Linked DNA regions of Mus musculus: all the other regions are linked to region 4. The links are chromatin contacts, called in public ChIA-PET, HiChIP or PLAC-seq, Micro-C and promoter capture Hi-C maps. All regions are on one chromosome and are shown on one strand. The core of a region is the stretch at or near the end of the contact, and the rest is flanking DNA. Distances in the headings are between cores, read along the strand shown. Region 1 holds the start of Ramac (RNA guanine-7 methyltransferase activating subunit). Region 2 holds the start of Tm6sf1 (transmembrane 6 superfamily member 1). Region 3 holds the start of 3110040N11Rik (RIKEN cDNA 3110040N11 gene). Region 4 holds the start of Zfp592 (zinc finger protein 592). Region 5 holds the start of Zfp710 (zinc finger protein 710). Region 6 holds the start of Idh2 (isocitrate dehydrogenase 2 (NADP+), mitochondrial). Region 7 holds the start of Cib1 (calcium and integrin binding 1 (calmyrin)).

Region 1 (2,700 bases), core at 191-2,690, 770 kb before region 4:
AAACAAAACCTTAATGCAAGCTTTACTTAACCCAAGGATTTGAGACAACTATATTGTTTAATGTTTAGGTTGATTAAATATGGGCTGAGGCCAACACTACCAAAAGACAAGAGAATGTGGAAGAGGGAAAAGTCAAGAGGCCTTAACAAAGAACTACAGGCAACCAAGGAATGCGGAGAGCAAGAGAAATAGTCTTCTCAAGGGAAGAGCACACCAACTGGTTCTCTAATGCCATATTTGATTAGCCCCGAAAACACACGCATAAGTAACAATATATGAACTGAGCAGGTTGTATATATCTACATATTACTAAAGAGACTATGAATTTGAAAGAGCTGAGGGGATAAAGGGAGGGTCTAAAGGGAGGAAAGGGAAAAATGTTATTATGATGTAAAAATATACAATACATATGTATAATAATCACATAAAGCACAATTACATAATATATAAAATATAATTATATAATAAACATATAAAAGAAATAATAGAATAAATAATATTAAGAAAATACGGCTGGGGGGAAGGGGGTCTTGGAAGAAACCTCAAAAGATGAGGGAAGTGTCAGAGAGATAGCTCAGTGGTCGAGAGCGCTCACTACCCTTCCGATGGACCACAGATCAGATCGCAGCACCCACGCTGCTCTCAGCTGCCTGTAATATAGCTCCAGGGGAACAGACGCCCTCTTCCGGCCTCTGCGGGCGCCAGCACACGCAACCCGCAGACAGACAGACACACAACCCGCAGACAGACAATTCTTCCCCACCCCGCAAAGGCGTGCGTGGGCAGAGGAGCTGTGCACACACACGTCTCGATCTGAGTGGGCAGGATTAGAGACCCAAGGATCTCAGTCCTAGCAGCCTACGAGGAAACTCGAGCTTCCACGGAGGAACTCGGAGAGGCGACGACCCTCGTCGCCTCGGTCGTCACCAGCTACAAGCTAGGTCAGGCACGGGCAACCAGGGGCCGCGCGCTCTCTGTCGCTGCGGCCGACAGCCTTCCTGGCACTTGGATCCCACCAACCTCCTCACCACATAGAGAACCGCACAGAGCTTTGCCTGCGGTCGGCCGACCCTGGCTCGGCTGCTCTCCAGAGCGGAGCCCCGAGCACGGAGCAGGATGACTGACTAACCACTGCGCATCCCAGCCCGCCAGCCGACGCGCGGCTGACGACGGCCGGGACAAAGCGGCTCCTTCCAGAACTGCCGTCAGGAGCCGAGCTGCGGAGAAAGAGGCTCCGAGGGGCAGCGACCTCCGGCCTCTCGCACTTTCCGGCCCCAGGCCCCCATCACCTCCGCCGCCCCGGGTGGGAGATTCATCCGCCATGTGCGGTACTCACCCTTCATGGGACGCACTGGAGACCTCGGGCGTCCACACCGCCGCACCCCACCCGGCTCTCCAAGGTAAACAAACGCTCAGGAATCCCTCAACCACCCGACTTCCGCTTCCGGAGCGTGTAAGGCGGAGTCTCGTGCCAAGTCTCTCGAGATCTAGAAATCCTCGCTTCCCCCTCCCCCCCCGCCACGCCCCTCACATTCGAACCTTGGCGCGGCCCTAGGGAAGCTCCGCAGGGTCGAGCAAAGTGGCGATGGTGGGCAGTGCGGTCATTCGCAGCCAGTGCCTGGTGACCGTCGGGGAGAGGATATCGTCATGTATAAAATCCCTCGAACTGGCAGTGCCTGGTGCACTGGTACGGGAAGTCTGAGAGTAGGACTAGGAGGGAAGGCTGCTTGTCAATGGAGACCCCAAAGCCGGAGCCCGGGCGGCGGGGCGGAGGAGCAGACGAGACTGCTCTGCTTGGGCGATGCCCACCCGGTTCTTAGCCGGCCTGGGCAGTAAGGCTCCTGCGCACCGTTGTCTATGTGTGTTTGCAGAGACGAACCCACGCCTCCACTGCCCGTATTCCGCTCGCTCCCGAAGTCTCCGCTCTTCTCGGTTGTTTGCAAGTGTGGCAATGCCAGCTGTTGACTAGCCACTTTTCTCAGATTGCTCCCCGGACCTTGCCCTCCTCTTGGGAATACGATCAGCCTGGAAAGTTTAGTGTCAAAATGGGATACCTTAGGGCTGGAGAGGATAAGAACACTTACTGCTCTTCTTGGAGCCCTGAGTTCAATCCCCAGCAACCACATGGTGGCTCACAGCCATCTGTAATGGGATCTGATGCCCTCTTCTGGTGTGTCTGGAAACAACTATAGTGTACTCATAAATAAAATAAAGCTAAAAAAAGAATACCTTTTCTTTCCACGCCCTGGTCAGATGTCTCGTTCTGTTATTTGGTCCTTGTGACTCTGGTTTTCATCCATTCCCATCCCCACTGACTCCTCATCCAAGTTCTCTCTACACTCCCTGAACAGAGCACCGATGCCCTTCTTCCTAAGTCACTGCCCCTCACCAGCATATCACCAGACAACTGCCGTAGTTATAGTCATATTCAAGCACAACTGGGATGCAAGATATTCAATAACTCCTTGCTGCCAAGGCCAACAATCTTAATTTGGATTCAAAATTCTATTTTCTGATATTTCTCTTTCATTCCCTCACAGTAAAGCAGACCAAATGCAGTAGTTCACGAATACTCATTATGTTTTTATAGCTTGCCAGTGTTCCCTTATGCTTAGAATATTGCCACTCCCCTACACACACACACCCCACCACCTCACCACCACCACGACCTCCAGATGTTGACATTGATATTACATCCAT
Region 2 (2,700 bases), core at 168-2,667, 870 kb before region 4:
GCCGTCTGGATGAGGTGACCTCAGCAGTGAGAGAAAACCATTGACTGTGTGCATACTCCGCTAGCAGTCTGGAGGTCTGGCACGGGCTGCAGGGTATAGATTGATGCAATTTCCTTAGCACCAACTGCTATGAAAAGCACAGCCAGTTACTTCCTCCTCCAGCAGCCCACAATCAACTTCAGCAGGGCCACCGCTGGCGCCTTTCCACTGACCACCCAGGCCTTCGGCTGCCCATGGGGGCTCGTCAGTCAGTGATCCCTTTAGAGAAGTGAAAGCCAAGACTGGGACCCAGAGCCCTTACAGAATTCGTCGGTTCCTTAGCATTAAACTGATCACTGAACCTTTGCTCCTGGCCAGCATCGAACCTCTATCCCTTTCACAGCGCCCTTGCACAAAGTTCCCACAAGATCCTTGAGGTGCAAAGACAGACCAGAACACTAAAGCCAGGTCACCCTGTTAGTAGCAAAGGCTCAGAAAACCATGGTTATTTCTGTTAGCCGCTCACAACAGTTTCTAAAATTATAAAATGGTAAGTATGTGAAAGTCCATACAAGGAAAGCGTTCCTTTCAAATAAGGCGGTTCGTGCCTTCCGTGTTGCTCTGCACCCCTCTAGTGTCTGAGAGCCTCGGAGGCAGGGGCATTTCGGTATTGACCTTGGTAATATCAGCTACCCACCCAGTACTGGCAAAGAGCAGGCGCCCAGCTCTCAGACCTTGAACTGCCCTAGCCCAGTTTGAGGACCTAGGGCCGGGTGACCCTGGTGCCTCCCTCATGCTGCGGGCGTGGCGTTTCTGGAAGCTACCCAGTCCCAAAGCCGCGGTCCCAAACCCGCGGAAAAGTTGCGGGCTCTTGTCTACCCCGCGCGCGCTCACTCACTCGTGCTGGGCCGCCAGGTGGTTGAAGATGTAGGTGACCGGGATGGCTGAGAGGGACAGCACAAAAACCCCCGTGGCCGCAGAGGCACTCATTGCCACCTCCGGGTCGCTCTTCTTTCACCGCATCGCGCCGGGGGTCCCCTGGCTCAGCTTCCGGCGGCGCCGCGCCCCTCGCCGCTGCCCTTCCAGGCGGCCCCCGGCCGCGTCTCCTCTGCGCGTCCCCGTCGCCCGTAGCTGCCCGGCGCGCACAGAGAGAGGCACCACCCGGGTGCTCTAGGGCCGCTGTACGATCCCCAGAGGCGTCCCCACCAGGCTCCTGCTAACGAACGCAAGGGCTCAGCAGCCACCGCGAGGAGACAAGCGCCCCAGGACGCTTGCTTTAATGGGAAAAGGAAGGGCCCGGCGAAGGACGCGGGTCACAGATGGGAGCTGGGCATCCTCGAGCTGGAACGGAGCTGGGCTGAGCCAAGGGCCAGCAGAGGGTGGAGCCAGATCTGAGGGTGTCAGAGCCCGCAGGCCCGCGAGATCGGCTCAGAGACCTGTGGGGACAGATGCTCCTGGAACAACACTGTGCCGCCCTCCCACCCCACCCCCCGCGCGCACCCCTTCCCTACACACAGCTGCCATCAACGTCCGCAACCAATGTTCCAGTGCCAAGTGGAAATATTTGTTTTCCACCTTGGTTGCTCACTCACCGCCCCTTGACCTTGATCAAGTTACTGAAACATTCTGTATCATTTCTCTGTGAAATGGGAATAACCTGCTCCCTCGTATGATTGTGGAAATCGACCGAGTTAACAAGCGTGGAGTGCTTGCCCTGCACTGCTCAGCACACTGGTCTGTCTCCTGCTCCCTTTCTTTTTTTGTAGCAGAACTGACCCTCAGAGGAATGCCCTGATGTAAGACACTGAGGCAGCGTTCATTCCTTGCCTGGAGTGTTTTTGGAGGCCAGGTTACCACCGGCTAGCCTGGCAGGTCCTGAAGATTAGGGCTCTTCGTGGAATATTCCCAGACGTCTGGGTGTAGAGCATGAGAGTGCCGCCCAAAGAGCTGCTTGAGCAGGGTGTGCTCAGGAAGCCCCCTGGGCCTGAGTCCTGTTGGTATGGCCCCAGGGAAGGGAAAAGAAGTGGGCTCCGGAGCAACAGTGGGGGCAGCAGAGTGCGCGCCTTCCTGTCTTTAGGTCAGAGGCTTACAGGTCATTTGGCTCATTTTCAATGTGAGGAAAATGAACCTGCACCAGGACAGTCGGTTGTTCCAAAGCCAGCTCTCCTACTATCTGCCCTCCCTTTTCTTGAAAACTCAGCCAACAATGGGCACAAAAGGGTAAAGACTGTCCAAACGGCAGCATCTCGCAAAGCTTCTCCCAGAAGTCTCAGTGGGAACCTGGACATCGCTCACGATCTTCCATGATCGCTCCTTGCCTTTACCACCTCCTTCATTCCCCAAAGCGCCTTCTCTCCTCCAGGCCATCTCCTAGGCCAGTTTCCCAGCCAGTCCAACCTCCTCCACATCCCACACCGAGCTGCTTTAGCCGTCTGCGTGTATCCTGAGTCTCTCGGGCTGCTCTGAATCTTTCTTGTCTACCTAGACACTTGCTGCATATCATTTCTATTCCTTCTCATCCATGCTTGGGCTTTTTTAAAATTCAGAATCATATTTATGGAAATAACTTAATAGAGGCTGGGGGTGTAGTTGATCGTGCTTGCTTTGTGTGCACAAATCTTAAGGCTCTGTCCTCGTGCACTTCATGAACTGACTTTGATGGGGGCTCATCTGAAATCCCAGCACTAAGAGATGGAGGCAGAGGGAGTCCCTGGTTCAAGG
Region 3 (2,700 bases), core at 1-2,500, 800 kb before region 4:
AGGCTGACGGTTCCTTAGAGGACATTGCTTCCCCCTCCTTTGCCCATCCAGGCACCATCAGAAATACACCAATCCGTGTTCCTCCCCTGATAAAAACTGTCAAGTCTCTAGAGCAGTGGTTCTCAACCTTCCTAATGCTGCAACCTTTTAATACAGTTCCTCATGCTGTGATGACTCCCAACGGTAACATTACTTTTGTTGCTACTTCCTAACTAATTTGGCTACTGTTATGAATCGTAATGTAAATATTTTTAGGGCATCATGATTTCACCTCAAAATTCATCAAATTACTACAGTATAGTTTTGGCTCCACTTTGTGCCTCTATTTGTAATGTATTTCAAAAAAGGTGTGGTGTGGTTTAACACCTGAATCACCTGAGTCTTAGGCTTTAGCCACTTTCTCACAACACACCACTTAACGTGTCATGTGGAAAGGGTGTCTCTGGGAGAGTAAAATGAGACATCCCATTCTGATCCCAACCTTTAGTGGCTGTTTTCAGCACTCACATTCCAGTCTCACCTGTTTGTGAATCTGAATGCTGTCGCCCTTTGACATTTGTCACAGTCTCTGTCCTCCTCCTTAACTCCCCTCTCACTGGCACAGGTCACTGATAATTTGGTTATGTATTCAGGTAGCTCCTTAACTATTCCACTTGGATGTCTCCAATCATTTCAAACTTAATGTACCCTGAAAACTCCCCCTCGGACTGCCACAACTGCTAGCCGTAGACTCGGGCATCTTCAGTTAATCTTTTCCCCATCTCAGATTATTCAGGTCCCAAAGATCCTCAAAATGGTAACAAGCCATCTCCCATTTAGGTAGCAGATCTTCCTACCTCTGGGCATATACCATCTATACATTCTAACCTTATTGGACAAGGCCAGTCCCTAACTTTAGCACTTGCATTGATTTGCCTCTGCTTCAGTTTCACGAACGGTTGTATTCAACTCCACAGTGGATCTCCTCTCCTTGCGCACTGCCCTGTGCGAATTGCCATGGTGCCGCGTTGGGCAGGCGAGCACCGAGGCTGGCTGCTCTTGCCAACCCTAAGGATAGGTGACAATTTTCCCTCTGCTGGCAAAGATGGCTCACCAATGGATCACACCCTGAGGCTGGCAGGTTGCAAAGGAAGGAAAACAGTGCCATCTCGGGGCGAGGTGGCACTCTTAGGTGCCGGCCGACGCGCCTGCCGCTTCCGCCCATGACTTGCGCAGGCGCACAGAACTCTTCCGCCACGCTGGCGCCTGCGTGGTTGGGATGCTGCTGCTTGCTGTAGGTCGGTGTGCTTGGCCTCTGTTAGACTCCTGTGTGGTTCCACAATGCCTAAGAAAGCCGGTGCGACAAGCAAGGCCAGTGGCAAGCCTCGTGTTGTGGAGAGGGTGGGCCACGGGGCTACACTGGCGGGGAACAGACGCAGCGCCTGGAGGGCGGAAGACCTCCCTTCGGGTCCAGGTCTGAGACTTCCTGGGTCGCACATTAGCTCGCCCTAAGGATGAGTAGGCTCCACTGCGCACCCGCTGACCACCGTCTTTGCTCTCTCACTCTGAGGGTTACACTTCCCGGCAGGCTGTGCGTTCTGCCTCCCTATGGTGGCTGATCGCTTCCTTCTGTCAATGAGACTGCACTCCCTCCCCTAATATCCCTTTGTTTTCTGTCGCTGTGATCCCAGCCCCTTGAAGTCAGGGAGTTTGAATCCTTATTCCTCTTCATACCCGCTGTCCGCATACTGCCCTGGAAGTTGTTTTCTGTTAAGTTGTTAGATGGCATTTAAATACCAGTCGTCGTTCTTTCTGCAATGGACTCCTCACCCACTCTTGAGCGTTAGGATGCATTGGCTATAAAGATGACTAATAAATGCCCCTTCTCTTGAGAAATAGAAACGATAAAGTAGACTGTGGGAACAAGTCCTAAGCTAGCCAAGAGATCTTAAGTAGAACACATACCTACACAGAGACAGCCCCACCCCACCCCCCTCTCTGTCTCTGTATGTTGGATCATGAAGGGATGTGGGAGGAGCACGGTGGTGGCTAGTTTCTGCATGTAGGCCCAGTTTAGTGAAGGTGAGGGTAGTGATGGCTCAAAATAACTGAAGTATTTTGTTACCTGTGAAATTGTGTGTCATTTTAGGGTAAAAACCAAACCAAAGAACCAGAGACAGCACCTCCTGCTGCAGGGCCTGTAGCAACTGACCCTAAAGGTTTTGTCACCATAGCCATTCATGCCAAACCTGGCTCCAGACAGAACGCTGTGACAGGTACGTCTGAGCACTGGGTGGGATTTGGATGTGGATAAAGCAGCGTTTTCATCTTATTTTTGCCTTGTTATCTAAAAGCTTATCCTGTAACTGTAAATGGTATTTTTTATGTCTGCGTTTAGAAGCTTCTCCATCTAAACATTCTATAGTCTCATATAGAGGTATTTGAAAGAAAATGTACAATATTTAATACCAAATCAGATGGAATCTGTGTATCTTTTCCTTTTTAAAAATGTGGTATTTTGTAGATGGGCCTGGTCATATATGCCAATAATTCACAAGTACTTAGTTAGGAACTGAGGCAGGAGGTCAGCTAGACTACAACAAGACCCTGTCTCTAAACAATAAAATGTTTAGGAAGGACACATTAGGAAATCTATGTATAGCTTAGACTATTCTTAGTTATTCCTGTTCCAAAGAGTTTATAAAGACACTAATGAGAAGC
Region 4 (2,700 bases), core at 166-2,665:
TGACACAGTATCTCCAAAACCTAGTTCTGTCATGGCGCATACTACAAATACTCAGAAAAAAAAATGTTTTCAGTTAGGCATGGTTGCCTGAAGTCCCAACTACGGGGGAGGTTTAAGACCGGAGCTTGGTGGCCAACCTGGTTAAAAGTGGAGATGGGGGGAGGGGTAATGAACCAAAGCCATCTTCAGTGGAGCTGTAGAAATGGTCCAAAAAAAAAAAAAAAAAAAAAAAAGCACCAGGCTCCTTTCTCTTTCCCACTGTAATGTACCTGTCAGTTTAGCAAATAGACTTCTGAAGTCCCACTCAGCACCCATCAGGCCAAGCACATTGTGTGCTCAGCCGGTGTACACCTGACACAATCACACTCTAGCTCCTACACGAGCACAGGCCACGGGCAAACCCTGGTCCAAACCCATTTTACCCACCCGAATCCCACTCTCCTAAAGCAGAAACTATCTAGGCTTGTCCTGGCTACAAAGCATGCTCCCTGGGTGGGCCTGTAGGTTGTTTCAACCCTGGACTTTTAATGTCACCTCTGGTCTGCTCGTAAAAATAGTTAAAAAAAAAAAAAAATACCTGACCACCTCCAATAATCTTAGGTTCTCAAGAGCAGGCATACCTAAGGTCATACGGACCCCTCCCCCTCACAAAAGCTGCTTCAAGGCCAGGAGGCCATCTGTCCAGCAGACGCTCTCCTGTCCTCCCCCTCCCCGGGTCACACGGAGCCTTTCCCCACTAGCCCCTCGGTTGGCAGGAAGAGACCCCGCAGAGAAATCAGTTCAAGCCTGATCAACAGGCCTGGTCACCCCCCCCTAAGCACCCCAACTCTGGAGGAGGAAGACTTGTCTGCCCCGGGAGAAGGAACCCCCGGGGTCAGAACTTGGGCGAGGCTGAGGGGGAGACTGAGGGGCGCCGAGGAGGGCCGATGTTCTAAGTGTCTGCCCAGTGACGGCGCCAGGTCCTCGCGCGGCGGGGACCGTGGAGCTGACAGGGCGTCCCAGCCTGGTGAAGTGCACCGTTATCCCTGCCTGGGCCGGGGGCTCGGCGGGCGGCCGCCTGTCGCGCGCGGGACGACAGCGGAGTGCCCGGGCCGCCCCGATCGGCGGGCGGCGGCGGCGGAAGGGGTCCGGGCCGGGGGCGGGGTAGGGTGGTGGCCAGGGCCCGCCTGGCGGCGATCGGGGGAAGTGGCTGCCGCCTGGGGCGGCGGGCAGGGTCCACCAGGCTGCAGGGCCGGGCCGCGGCGCGGGCAGAGCCCGCTCCTCTCAGACTCCCCTGCCCGAGCTGGAGCGGCCCGGATGGTGGCCTCGCCCCGTCCAGGCGGCGGGGGGCGCTTACCTGGCGGCGGCGGCGGCGGCGGCAGCGACAGGCCCCGGGCTCGGCCGCGCGCGTCCCCAGCGCCGGCTGCGGGAGCCACAACATGGCGACGGCGGTGGCGGGCGGGGCTGCGGCTCCGGGGGCGGAGCGGGGGCGGGAGCCGGGCTGGCGGCGGGACCTGGCTGAGGCCGCGGGTGGGAAGGGCGGGCGGAAGGCGACTCGGGCCTGGGCACCGGCCAGGGCGGTGCGGCTATAGAGCTGCCCCGGCCCGGCCCGGCCCGGCCTGGCCTGGCCCGGCCCCGCGCCTTCCGCCTCCCTCCCGCCTCAGGCTGGTGCGACCCTGGCTACGCTGACTCCGGGGAGGGGCGGGGCGAGGACGGCGCAGGCAGGACCGGGACTCCGACCTGGGCTGGCTCCCGCCGCCCTTGGCGCGGCCTCTCCCGGCCACCTGGGCCCGGGAAGCTCGGACGCGCCTCTGAGGCCTCGGTGCGGCCCAGGCCGCCTGCCGGAGGGACGCGTTGTACCTTCGCGGCTATGGGCCGACCGGACGCCGAGCGCCTCAAGAGCTCGGAAGAAGTCGTCTTCGCGGAGAGCTGGGCGAGTCGGGCCTAGGCAGCACTGCTAAGTGAAAGGAAGCAGGAGGGCAGTGGGCCTGGGCACTCAGGTGCGCCTTAAATGGCTACTCGTCGCAGGATGGAAGGACATGCTTGCGGGCGCGGGGCGCTCAGACGTGTTACCTCTGGGGGAGCCAAGGGACGCTCGGAGAGTGGAATGGAGGTGGAGGGGTTGGGGTGGAGGGAGCTGATAACCTCTCAGGGTGGACTGGCAATTCGCAGGCTCACCAGGGAGGCTGTGACTCCAGGGCAAGAACTCGGAGAGGCGGCCGACAAAAAAATTACCAAGTTGACCCGCAGGACTTTCCAAGAACCTGGAGTCCCTTGGGGACGCGATAGTAAGGCAGCAGGGTCGGACGGTGGGAACTGGCAGGCCAGTTCTGGTGCCAGGCAGGATTGCTAAGCATGAGCAAATTCCTCCCGAAGAAACCAGGAAAAAGCCCACACTTGGCAAAAGGGCCAGAGCTGACATTCAGCTGAGTCTGCTGTGTGCCAGGACCCGACAGAACCCAACACCTGCATGAGGAGTGCGGTAGTGATGAAGGAGTGAAGGCAGTTACGAGAAATTATTCTTTCCAGAAGTTTGGCAGGGAGAGGAAGGGAAAACTAGCCTCCATCTTAAGAAGGAGTAAAAAGAAAGGTTTGTTTCATTTGTTCCAGTTTGAGAGAGAGCGAGAGCTCAAGGAGCCAAAGACAGAGTCATTTATAGTTTATATCCCAGAAAGATGGGAAATGGGGAAGAGGAAGTCCAAGGAAAAGGCGTGTTGTCCA
Region 5 (2,700 bases), core at 170-2,669, 970 kb after region 4:
GTTGCAGGGACCATAAAAGTCATCTTAAAAGGCAAGTTGAAAAAAAAAAAAAAAAAAGAAAGAAAACCAACAACCCGCTACGCACGAGTTAGCAAGTCCGCAGCTGGGGCGGAGGGGTGGGGGGTAGCACCGAGGCCGGCTCGGTGGGGTCTGAGAGTCGTGGAGGGAAGACCACCCGATTCGGGGGGCTCCTCCGTCTGACGCCGACGATCACGCCCCACAGCTCCGTCCAATTAGGAAAATGACCGCGAGGAGAGGGAGAGGGGGCGGCGAGGAAGGGAGGCCGAGCCACGGGAGGCTCGAGATCTGCCGTGGGGATCTGCCCACCGGTTCCCGGCCCGGGGGGTGCGCCTTCAACAGGTCGGAGACGGGGCCACCGAGGTGGGCCGGGGTCCCGCGCTGGTGACGCCCGCTGCCCTCGAGGGGCGCCCGGCACGCCAGCTGCGCGCTGAGCCCTAGCCACCCTGCCGGCCGGGCCGCGCGGCCACCCCACCCGCTCCCGGAGTAAAAAGTTTGTGGGCAGCCGCAGGGGCGGGGCGGCGAAGGGTGAAACTTTGAGTCCCGGGCCGGGTGCGGGGGGAGCATCCCCGAGCGCCGCGACACCCACGTGCGGGCCGGAGACCGCCGCCGCCGCCTCCCCGGCCTCCCACGCTACCGCCGCGCTTTCCTTTCATTTTGCTGCTTCTCTGCCTGTGCCTCTCTCTCTCTCTCTCTCTCTCTCTCTCTCTCTCTCTCTCTCTCTCTCTCTCTCTCTCTCTCTCTCTCTCTCTCTCTCTCTCTCTCTCTCTCTCTCTCTCTCTCTCTCTCTCTCTCTCTCTCTCTCTCTCTCTCTCTCTCTCTCTCTCTCTCTCTCTCTCTCTCTCCTCTCTCTCTCTCTCTGTCTCTCTCTCTCCTCTCTCCTTCCCTTCCCCCTCTCCTCCCTCCTCCTCCCCCCCTCCAGACGCCATCTCTCTCTCTTTCCCCTTCTCTCGCTCCAGCTCTCCGGCATGAGGGAATGTGGAAGTGAAAGGAAAAGACGACATGTTTGCCTGCGCGCCGCCGTCCCCGGGGAGAGGCGGGGGGCGGGTCGACCGCGGCCGCAGCGACCCACCCCCGCGCCCCCCAGCCACCCCGCCGCGGGCCGCCCGGGGGCTGGCGGGGCCGCGGGCTCGCGGGACACTCACCCTGGGTCCGGGCGCGGCTCCTCGCGCTGGGGGCCCTCGGCTGGCCGGGCCGGGCGGGCCGGGGGCTCCTGCTGCCCACCGCCCGGGTTGCAGCTGCGCGCCGCCTCCACGCGCGCCCGCCCTGCTCTGCCACCCTCCCTCCGGCTCCTCTCTTTCTCCCCCCCTCTCTCTCTCCCTCCTGCTCTCTCTCGCGCTCGCTCGCTCTCTCGCTCGCGCTCTCTCCCTCCCTGGAAGAAGGGAATGAGGCAGGGCTGACGTGAAGGGATGCTAAACAGCTCCTCCTAAGCCTGCTCGCAGAGGAAGAGAGACAGAAAAGCAGCCCTTTTATCTCTCTTTTGTTTTCTCACTTCCTTCCACCCCCCCAGCACCCCCCTCTCCTCGGCCCAAGTTTTCTTTTTCTCTTTCTACCGCAGAGAGGATTTTTCTTCTTTTCTTTCTTTCTCTCGCTGCAACTCTCCTACTCGAATTGCAAGCCTGGAGGCTTCTCTTTTTTTTCTTCCCCTTCCCTCTTTTCTTCCTCCTTCCTCCTTTATTTCTCTAAAAGGGTTTTGTTTGCTGTGGGAGTTTCGTTTGAAAATCGAGTCACGCCTTTTTCCTTCTTTTCTTTCGCCCTCTCCCTCTTTTTTTTCCCCTCCTCTCAGCAGAAAAGGGGAACAAAGATTAACAAGCGGGGGAGAAGGGAGCGTCAGAACCTCGCATGGAAATGGGGGGGCTGTCCCTGCCAGGCACAAAGGGGGCTCCAGAGAGCAGCCCCCAGGAAGTCTGGGGTGCCCTATCCCAAATAAGAGCTAATGGGGGTTGGGGTCGGGGGAGCCCGAGTGGCCAGTCCTTCCGAATACGGGTTAGGGCTCAACCTGCCCCCTCCCCAGTCAGGGGTGGAAGCTGGGGGTGCTCTTCACTTAATATATTTTTTAAGTGGGCAGATGGGACTTAGAGCAAACGTCGCCGCAGAGCCCTCAACAGTAAAGAGCCTTTAAACAGCTGTTCGCAGAGCCCTGGACGGTCAGACTCGAGGGAACGGCCCCGGCTGCTATCACCGGGACCCGGGTGCGAATGGGGTTCAGAGGAGTTCGGGGTCCCTCGCATCCTCCCCAAGCCCAGGGCCTAGGCTCGACCCCGGGGTGCACTGCTGGAGGGCGCCGAGGCGTGGTCGTTCGCTGAGGTCTGGGCCCTTGTGGCTCCCCGCGGGGCCCGGGGTTCGGCATAGCCTGGCCTCCTCCCAGCTCTGGGACAGGCCGGACACCCCGCCTCCAACCTCCCGGACACCCGCCACTCAAGAGCTGCGCCGCTCGACTCCGACGCATGGGCGGGTACGGAGCCCGCGGACAGAGCGGGGCAGTGTCGCCACCAAGGGTCAATTATTCATGGGGCGCCTGGGCGTGCTCCCAAGACCAGCTCTGTCTTCGGCTTCTCCAGAGGAGTGGAGACAACACGGGGGAAAAGTTCCCAGAGCAAAGTTGGCCACATTTCTTATTTTCCCAAGTAAGTATTGAGCACCTGCTGGATGCCTGGCCCTTGGACTGGGGCTGCAGCTGGG
Region 6 (2,700 bases), core at 175-2,674, 880 kb after region 4:
CAGTGCAGGTAGCTGACCTTCATCCATACTCTAACTGGTCTAGAAAGATGCATAGGAAGTCTGTTCTCCGACCTTGCACGTGTGGATCCTGGAGTCCAGGGGTCTGGTATTTCCAGGATGGCATGAAAGCCCAAGTCAACAACCTCTGTGGTCTTTACCGGTGTTTACACAAGAGAACTGGGAATCTCGTAGAAGGGCTCTCAGACTGTTCTGGAACATGCTGCCCCAGGCCAGACTTTCCTATTCCTTTCCTCAGTCCCTGGAGGGACCCAGATGTCTCTCCTTTGCATATACTCTCTGTACTGGATCCCAGAACCAAATCTGTGACTCGGATGGATTGAGACTCCAGGAGGGAAGCTTTGATGTTGGCAGTTCAAGGCCACTTTCCTGGCATAGCTCCACCTGACAACACTGTGAAGCTGGGTTGGGAAGCTGGGAGCACAGGGCAGAAAGGTTGCTCTCATCTGGAGTGAGTTGGTGTGACTGGGAGAGCTGGGGTGGATTTGTGATATTTGATACACAAAACCCAGACTTCAGTGACCCCTACTTCAAGAAAATGAACAGTGATGGATTTAGCTTGTATGTTTCTGTTTGTTTCCCCACGCAAACAGGTAAACTAGGAGCTGTTGGGCTGGGTTGTGGATGGACCTTTGCCTAGGATATAGGAGACATGGGCTTTCCTTCAGGGCTACATAACTACTAGCATAGAATATAATTAACTTGGGCAGTGGTTGTACTATTGAAGGATGAACATACCTCAAACCTTTACACACAAATGTCACAGAAGTCTCCTGGCAGGCACTCTTATGTCCAGAAGAGACAGAGTCGGCCATGATGAAGGACTTTGGGGCTAGGAGTTTGGCCTAGTCAGGAGCAGAAGGAGGATTTCCAGCCGCCCCCCCCCCCGCCCCGCCCCGCAGCGTCTCATATAGCCCAGGCTGGTCTAGAACTTGGTATGTAGCCTAACTTCTCATCCTCTTGCCTCCACCGTACTTGGCATTTCAACTCTCGATCCTGGTTAGTCCACCCAACTGGACGCTACCTGGGGGAGACCCAAGTTGCCATGGTCTAGGTTCAAGACGGCAAAGCTTGTCATTGTCTTGATGAAAGCGCCTCAGGTCCGTCGGTCAGCTAAACGCAAAGGACGCAGGGGACTAAGGCGACGTGTCTGCAGCTGACATTCTAACGGAAGCGGGGAGTCTTGCAGCCGTGAGCCCCCGCGGCCCGATGGGTCTCCCCGGTACCTGATGCTTTGAGGATATATGGAGGCTCCCAGAAAGCGCGGGCTCAGCACTGGGGCCGCCTGAGCTCTGGAACAGGCCCAAGGGTGTCGAGCAGGCTCCTGCCCTGGCGTGGACCCGCCTTCTCCCGGGTGAGACCCAATGGGGCGGCAGGTTCTGCAGCTCCGCCCCGGTTGGGTCCCAGCCACCAGGGCCAGCCTAGAGTCCCCACCGCACAGCCCGGTGCAGCGGCGTGCTCGGACCTCGCGTGCTCGGGATGGCCGGCTACCTGCGGGCTGTGAGCTCGCTCTGCAGAGCCTCGGGCTCAGCGCGGACCTGGGCACCGGCAGCACTGACTGTCCCCAGCTGGCCGGAGCAGCCGCGGCGCCACTGTGAGTGTCGCACCGGGGGGCGGGCTCGCGTGCAGCGCTGCGACGTGGCGACGTCCCGGGAGGGGGACCCTGGAGTGCCACTCGCGACACGCCGGCGGTCGGGGAACAGCGGCGTGCGGGTTACAAAGGGCCGGGAGGTGGCCTTACACCGAGCTCCCGCGCCCCGCGCGCCTGGGCCGCTGCAGGCGCAGGGGTGGGGACCCAGGGGATAGTGGCAGCTGGTGGCCTGGGGCGGGATTGCTGGGTCCTATCAGGGCTGGGGTTCTCCAGGTATTCCGGGGGAGCATTTCCAGAGGTACCTGGACCCAGGGTGGGGTATCATGACTGCCTTGGGCCTTTGGAGGGGACAAGCGACCAAGAGGGGCTGGAGCGGCCTGCTGCAGCCCTAGGCAGAGGAGGGTCACCTCGCGCTCCCGGCTCAGACAAAGGCGAGGAGGAGAGGCCTCCACTTCCCCTTCTCTCCAATCCCTGCGTACTCTGGTCCCTCCTCTCCAACAGGCCCACGTCAGCTATTTTTGGAACCTTTACTCGACAGCTGGAGGAATGTCCTTCCATTTTTCCCGCTTTTGTTTCTCTGCCACTCCCCCACCCTTCGCTGCGCAGGACGCTCAGTCTGGGCCCTCTCCTGGCCCCTTGCTGGGCCAACCACGAGCTGCTGCATGTGAGTGGGTCCTGCCTGGCATACAAGCTGTGGAGACCTGGCACTGCACGCATATTGTCATTTTTCTGCAGTCAGTCGTTCCCATGAGATCTCTGCGTTGCCTTCAGCTTACTTCTTAGACGTGAAGGCGCAACTCCGGACAAAATAATCAGGGTTTTAGAGTCTCCATTACTAACAGATTGCCCAACCTGGCATGTGGGCATCTTTCATACCCTTGCTACTCAGCGCCTTGCTACAAAAGGCACGGAACAATGTAGAGCACTTGGTGGCCTCTTTTGATGCCTGTTGCCACGGAAATTCTATCCTGACCTGGCTCAAAACCCCTTGGGGTTAGCCAGAGGAATGAGGAAGAGGGGGTGGGTTTGGCTATGGGGTTTGTTCTGGCTAGAGTGGTAATCGTTAACTCACCGTGGGAGCAGCTGACCGA
Region 7 (2,700 bases), core at 195-2,694, 760 kb after region 4:
TGAGAATTACTGCTCTCGAGGAGCAGAACTGATGAATATTTACTAAGAGGGGATTTATTAAATTGGTTTACTCAGTATTGTCTGGGCTGATCAACAGCGGCAGCTGTCCCCAAGGATGCATCTCTGCAGTCCCAAGCCGGTGCTGGGTTCCTAGAGAGCTGTTGGTCTTCAATCTGAGTTGGCAGCTGGAACACTATGATTCTAATGTCATTAAAGGAAATCCTTAGTGGCAGGTACAGGATAGAGACTTATCAGCAAGCCAAGGCAAACAGGCCAAAAGCCATCTTCCGTTTCCGTTTGGTACGGGTTGCCACCTGAGCGCACTGCCGCAGTAGATTTTCGCACTTCAAATAAACTGATCAAGAAAATCCCTCTGCTCAGGGGTTTCTATGAGGTAAGACCCTGAGTGGACCAGGAAAGCAAGCCATAGCCCCTGGGCTTTGCGGTAGAGCCTGCACCTCTCCTGGAGGCTAAAGAAGGAGCAGAGAGAAAGAAGCATGAGAAGCAAGGTTTACAGTCTCCTACCCAGAGGGTATGGAACATCTAGCTGGACTGGCCGGATGAAGGACCAGACTTCTCTAGGAATGAATACCAGTCCAGTACGAAGTTAAAATATTCTCAAATAAATTGTAATTGACTTGGCCCTGTTGTGCCAGGTGACGAAGCAAAAAAAAAAAAAAAAAAGAAAAAAGAAAATCCCTCACAGGAGTGTCAAGCTGTTTCCCTTCTCCTTGACTCCAGATCCAACCAAGTTGACCACCCAGATCACAAAATCCACATTTCCTCCTCCGGAAGCTTGGAATCTTCACTTTTTCACACAGTGTAAATATGTTCATACTTGCATCTGATTATTATTTGAGAGGAGAGAAGGGCAAATCTTGGTTCCTACAGCTGGAAGCTCGCAATTTGTGGGAGGAATCAAAGGAGGCACCCCAGCTGTGACGATAAAACAGCAGGAGGGACCTGTGGACAGAACTGACCTCTAAATACCGGAGTCCGGACACATCACTGAAATTGAACCTGTTTGTAAAATGGAAGCCTACCTTGCTAACTGTTCCACGAATGGGCGATAACTGCACAATCCAGTAAACACCTTCAAGAGCCACTTCAAGAGGAAGCTAAGCTTCTTCTGGAAGAATTGGCACGGTGGCAGAGGCTGCAGCTCTTGTCCCGTGAGACAGTCTAGGACTGACCCTATCCGCAGAGGGGCACCGGATCTCCTCCAGCCCGGGAGCGAGTATGGAGGTTACCCGCCTCCACCCAGAGCTGGGGTCTTCTGCACTTGATTTAGGTGAGGCGGATGCATCTCAAGGCTCAGTGCACAGACGGGTCCCGGAACTCAGCAAACGCGTGAAGACCGCGACGCAGGCGCAGTCTGCATCACGTGCGCATGGCTCGTTCCGCCCCGCCCACTAGAAGGCGGGGCCACGAGGCCTGGGCCCCGCCCCGATGCGTCCGGCTCCTCCCCGGGCCCTCCCTCCAGCTCTCCTGGGCCCGCGGGGAGCCGGGAGCCGGCCCGCTGAGCGGCGCTAAGGGTGGCGGGGCACTGTAGGCAGGGGCGGGCCCGGGGGCGGAGGCCAGGCAGCGGTTGCTACGGGGACTGGGCGGGGACGCGGCCCCGAGGACGGAAGTGAGAAAGTTGCCGGCGTCCCGGGGAGAGTTGGCCTAGCTGTGCGCGCACCGCGGCGATGGGAGGTTCGGGCAGTCGCCTGTCTAAGGAGCTGCTGGCCGAGTACCAGGTGCGCGGGGCGCCAGTTCTCGCGGAGCTCGCGTGCGAGCCCGCGCAGGGGAGTGGGGTTCGGGGAACAGGTGGCGGGGCGGCCGTGGCTTTCGGGCGGCTTGCAGACCCTTGTCTGGATTTGCCTTTCAGGACCTGACGTTCCTGACCAAGCAGGAGATCCTCCTGTGAGTGCTGCCCTGACCCCGGTCCTCCAACTCGGGATTGCCAGGGGAGGGCTTTGCGGGTACTTTTCTCGCGGGATACGGATTGGACGTCTCACCTCCGAGGGTGGGGCTGTGCTTCTGGGATGTCAGGATCACTGGATCTGGAGTCGGAGGCTCAGAGTGCAAGTCCCACCCGCTCCAGAGCCTCACCTTTGCACCACGCAAACACTTCTGTGTATCCAGGAAAAGTTGAACTGTTTGAGCTCCTCTAGCCTCCTCACTGCCGAGCTTCCTGCTCGCTTCTAAAAGGAACTGCTGTGACTCTTTGCGGACTTTGCCCTCTGGCAAAACCAAGAGGTCTTGTACGTGGCTCGCTCCAATCCCAACTTTACCTGTTTAATTCAGTAACCGTTAACGTTTACTGAACCCTTACTCTGCCCAGTAGCTCCTGAGTGATCCACACATTACTTCAGGAGGAGGTTACAGATCAAGGAATCAGGTTCAGAGAGTTCTGAGAACTTGACTATAAAGCACACTATAAGTGATTTGCTGGCCAGAGCGCTTGAGTTAGGTTCCTAGCCCCACAATGAAATTCTACTGGGAAAGAGGTGGTGGCTGAGAGGAGTCTCTGGAGTGGAGGTAACATGTGTTTTTGTTACTGTAATGTTAGAGTCCAGGTACTTGGCCCACACAGGCAGTCCTAACCAGCTAGGCTGTGCTACCTGTCCTCAGTAGGCCAAGGAAAGGGACAATATTGAAAAGCAGAGAAACGAAATGTATCCAATGTGGCCATACTGGGAAAAAAAAAAAGCTAAG

Evidence for each region. Hi-C and Micro-C count contacts between places; a contact is called where the count stands out from the background. ChIA-PET counts read pairs in DNA pulled down with a chosen protein or histone mark. HiChIP or PLAC-seq counts read pairs in DNA pulled down with a chosen protein or histone mark. Capture Hi-C pulls out chosen DNA fragments and counts their contacts.
Region 1: a Micro-C map of embryonic stem cells shows a contact between it and region 4, with 7 times the contacts expected there. The contact joins the promoter of Ramac here to the promoter of Zfp592 in region 4. A contact is called at or near these places in 1 of 39 promoter capture datasets (the 3T3-L1 cell line), 1 of 484 Hi-C or Micro-C datasets (embryonic stem cells) and 1 of 115 datasets of contacts at active chromatin or transcription factors (embryonic stem cells).
Region 2: a contact with region 4 is called in an RNA polymerase II ChIA-PET map of memory CD8 T cells, with 6 read pairs. The contact joins the promoter of Tm6sf1 here to the promoter of Zfp592 in region 4.
Region 3: a contact with region 4 is called in a FOXA1 HiChIP or PLAC-seq map of pancreatic cancer cells. The contact joins the promoter of 3110040N11Rik here to the promoter of Zfp592 in region 4. A contact is called at or near these places in 1 of 39 promoter capture datasets (cranial neural crest) and 2 of 115 datasets of contacts at active chromatin or transcription factors (microglia and pancreatic cancer cells).
Region 5: a promoter capture Hi-C map of liver shows a contact between it and region 4, with 4 times the contacts expected there. The contact joins the promoter of Zfp710 here to the promoter of Zfp592 in region 4. A contact is called at or near these places in 1 of 39 promoter capture datasets (pre-B cells), 1 of 484 Hi-C or Micro-C datasets (B cells), 1 of 115 datasets of contacts at active chromatin or transcription factors (memory CD8 T cells) and 1 of 9 other capture datasets (liver).
Region 6: a promoter capture Hi-C map of liver shows a contact between it and region 4, with 3 times the contacts expected there. The contact joins the promoter of Idh2 here to the promoter of Zfp592 in region 4. A contact is called at or near these places in 2 of 39 promoter capture datasets (liver and pre-B cells), 2 of 115 datasets of contacts at active chromatin or transcription factors (memory CD8 T cells and pancreatic cancer cells) and 1 of 9 other capture datasets (liver).
Region 7: a contact with region 4 is called in an RNA polymerase II ChIA-PET map of memory CD8 T cells, with 45 read pairs. The contact joins the promoter of Cib1 here to the promoter of Zfp592 in region 4. A contact is called at or near these places in 1 of 39 promoter capture datasets (pre-B cells), 1 of 115 datasets of contacts at active chromatin or transcription factors (memory CD8 T cells) and 2 of 9 other capture datasets (adipose tissue and liver).

Annotation. Positions count from the first base shown.
Region 1 is chr7:81,761,693-81,764,392 of GRCm38.p6, reverse strand. It overlaps Ramac (RNA guanine-7 methyltransferase activating subunit), which reads right to left and starts at 1,440. Exons shown (of 3, transcript NM_025997.2): 1 at 1,337-1,440.
Region 2 is chr7:81,857,718-81,860,417 of GRCm38.p6, reverse strand. It overlaps Tm6sf1 (transmembrane 6 superfamily member 1), which reads right to left and starts at 1,417. Exons shown (of 10, transcript NM_145375.4): 1 at 878-1,417. The coding sequence starts at 969.
Region 3 is chr7:81,788,005-81,790,704 of GRCm38.p6, reverse strand. 3110040N11Rik (RIKEN cDNA 3110040N11 gene) reads left to right here and starts at 1,250. Exons shown (of 5, transcript NM_026077.4): 1 at 1,250-1,350; 2 at 2,129-2,255. The coding sequence starts at 1,321.
Region 4 is chr7:80,992,399-80,995,098 of GRCm38.p6, reverse strand. Zfp592 (zinc finger protein 592) reads right to left here and starts at 1,415. Exons shown (of 10, transcript NM_178707.4): 1 at 1,337-1,415.
Region 5 is chr7:80,024,947-80,027,646 of GRCm38.p6, reverse strand. It overlaps Zfp710 (zinc finger protein 710), which reads right to left and starts at 1,419. Exons shown (of 5, transcript NM_175433.5): 1 at 1,164-1,419.
Region 6 is chr7:80,114,074-80,116,773 of GRCm38.p6, reverse strand. Idh2 (isocitrate dehydrogenase 2 (NADP+), mitochondrial) reads left to right here and starts at 1,424. Exons shown (of 11, transcript NM_173011.2): 1 at 1,424-1,612. The coding sequence starts at 1,498.
Region 7 is chr7:80,231,549-80,234,248 of GRCm38.p6, reverse strand. It overlaps Cib1 (calcium and integrin binding 1 (calmyrin)), which reads left to right and starts at 1,444. Exons shown (of 7, transcript NM_011870.5): 1 at 1,444-1,739; 2 at 1,871-1,905. The coding sequence starts at 1,689. It overlaps Gdpgp1 (GDP-D-glucose phosphorylase 1), which reads right to left and starts at 1,356. Exons shown (of 2, transcript NM_178752.3): 1 at 1,044-1,356.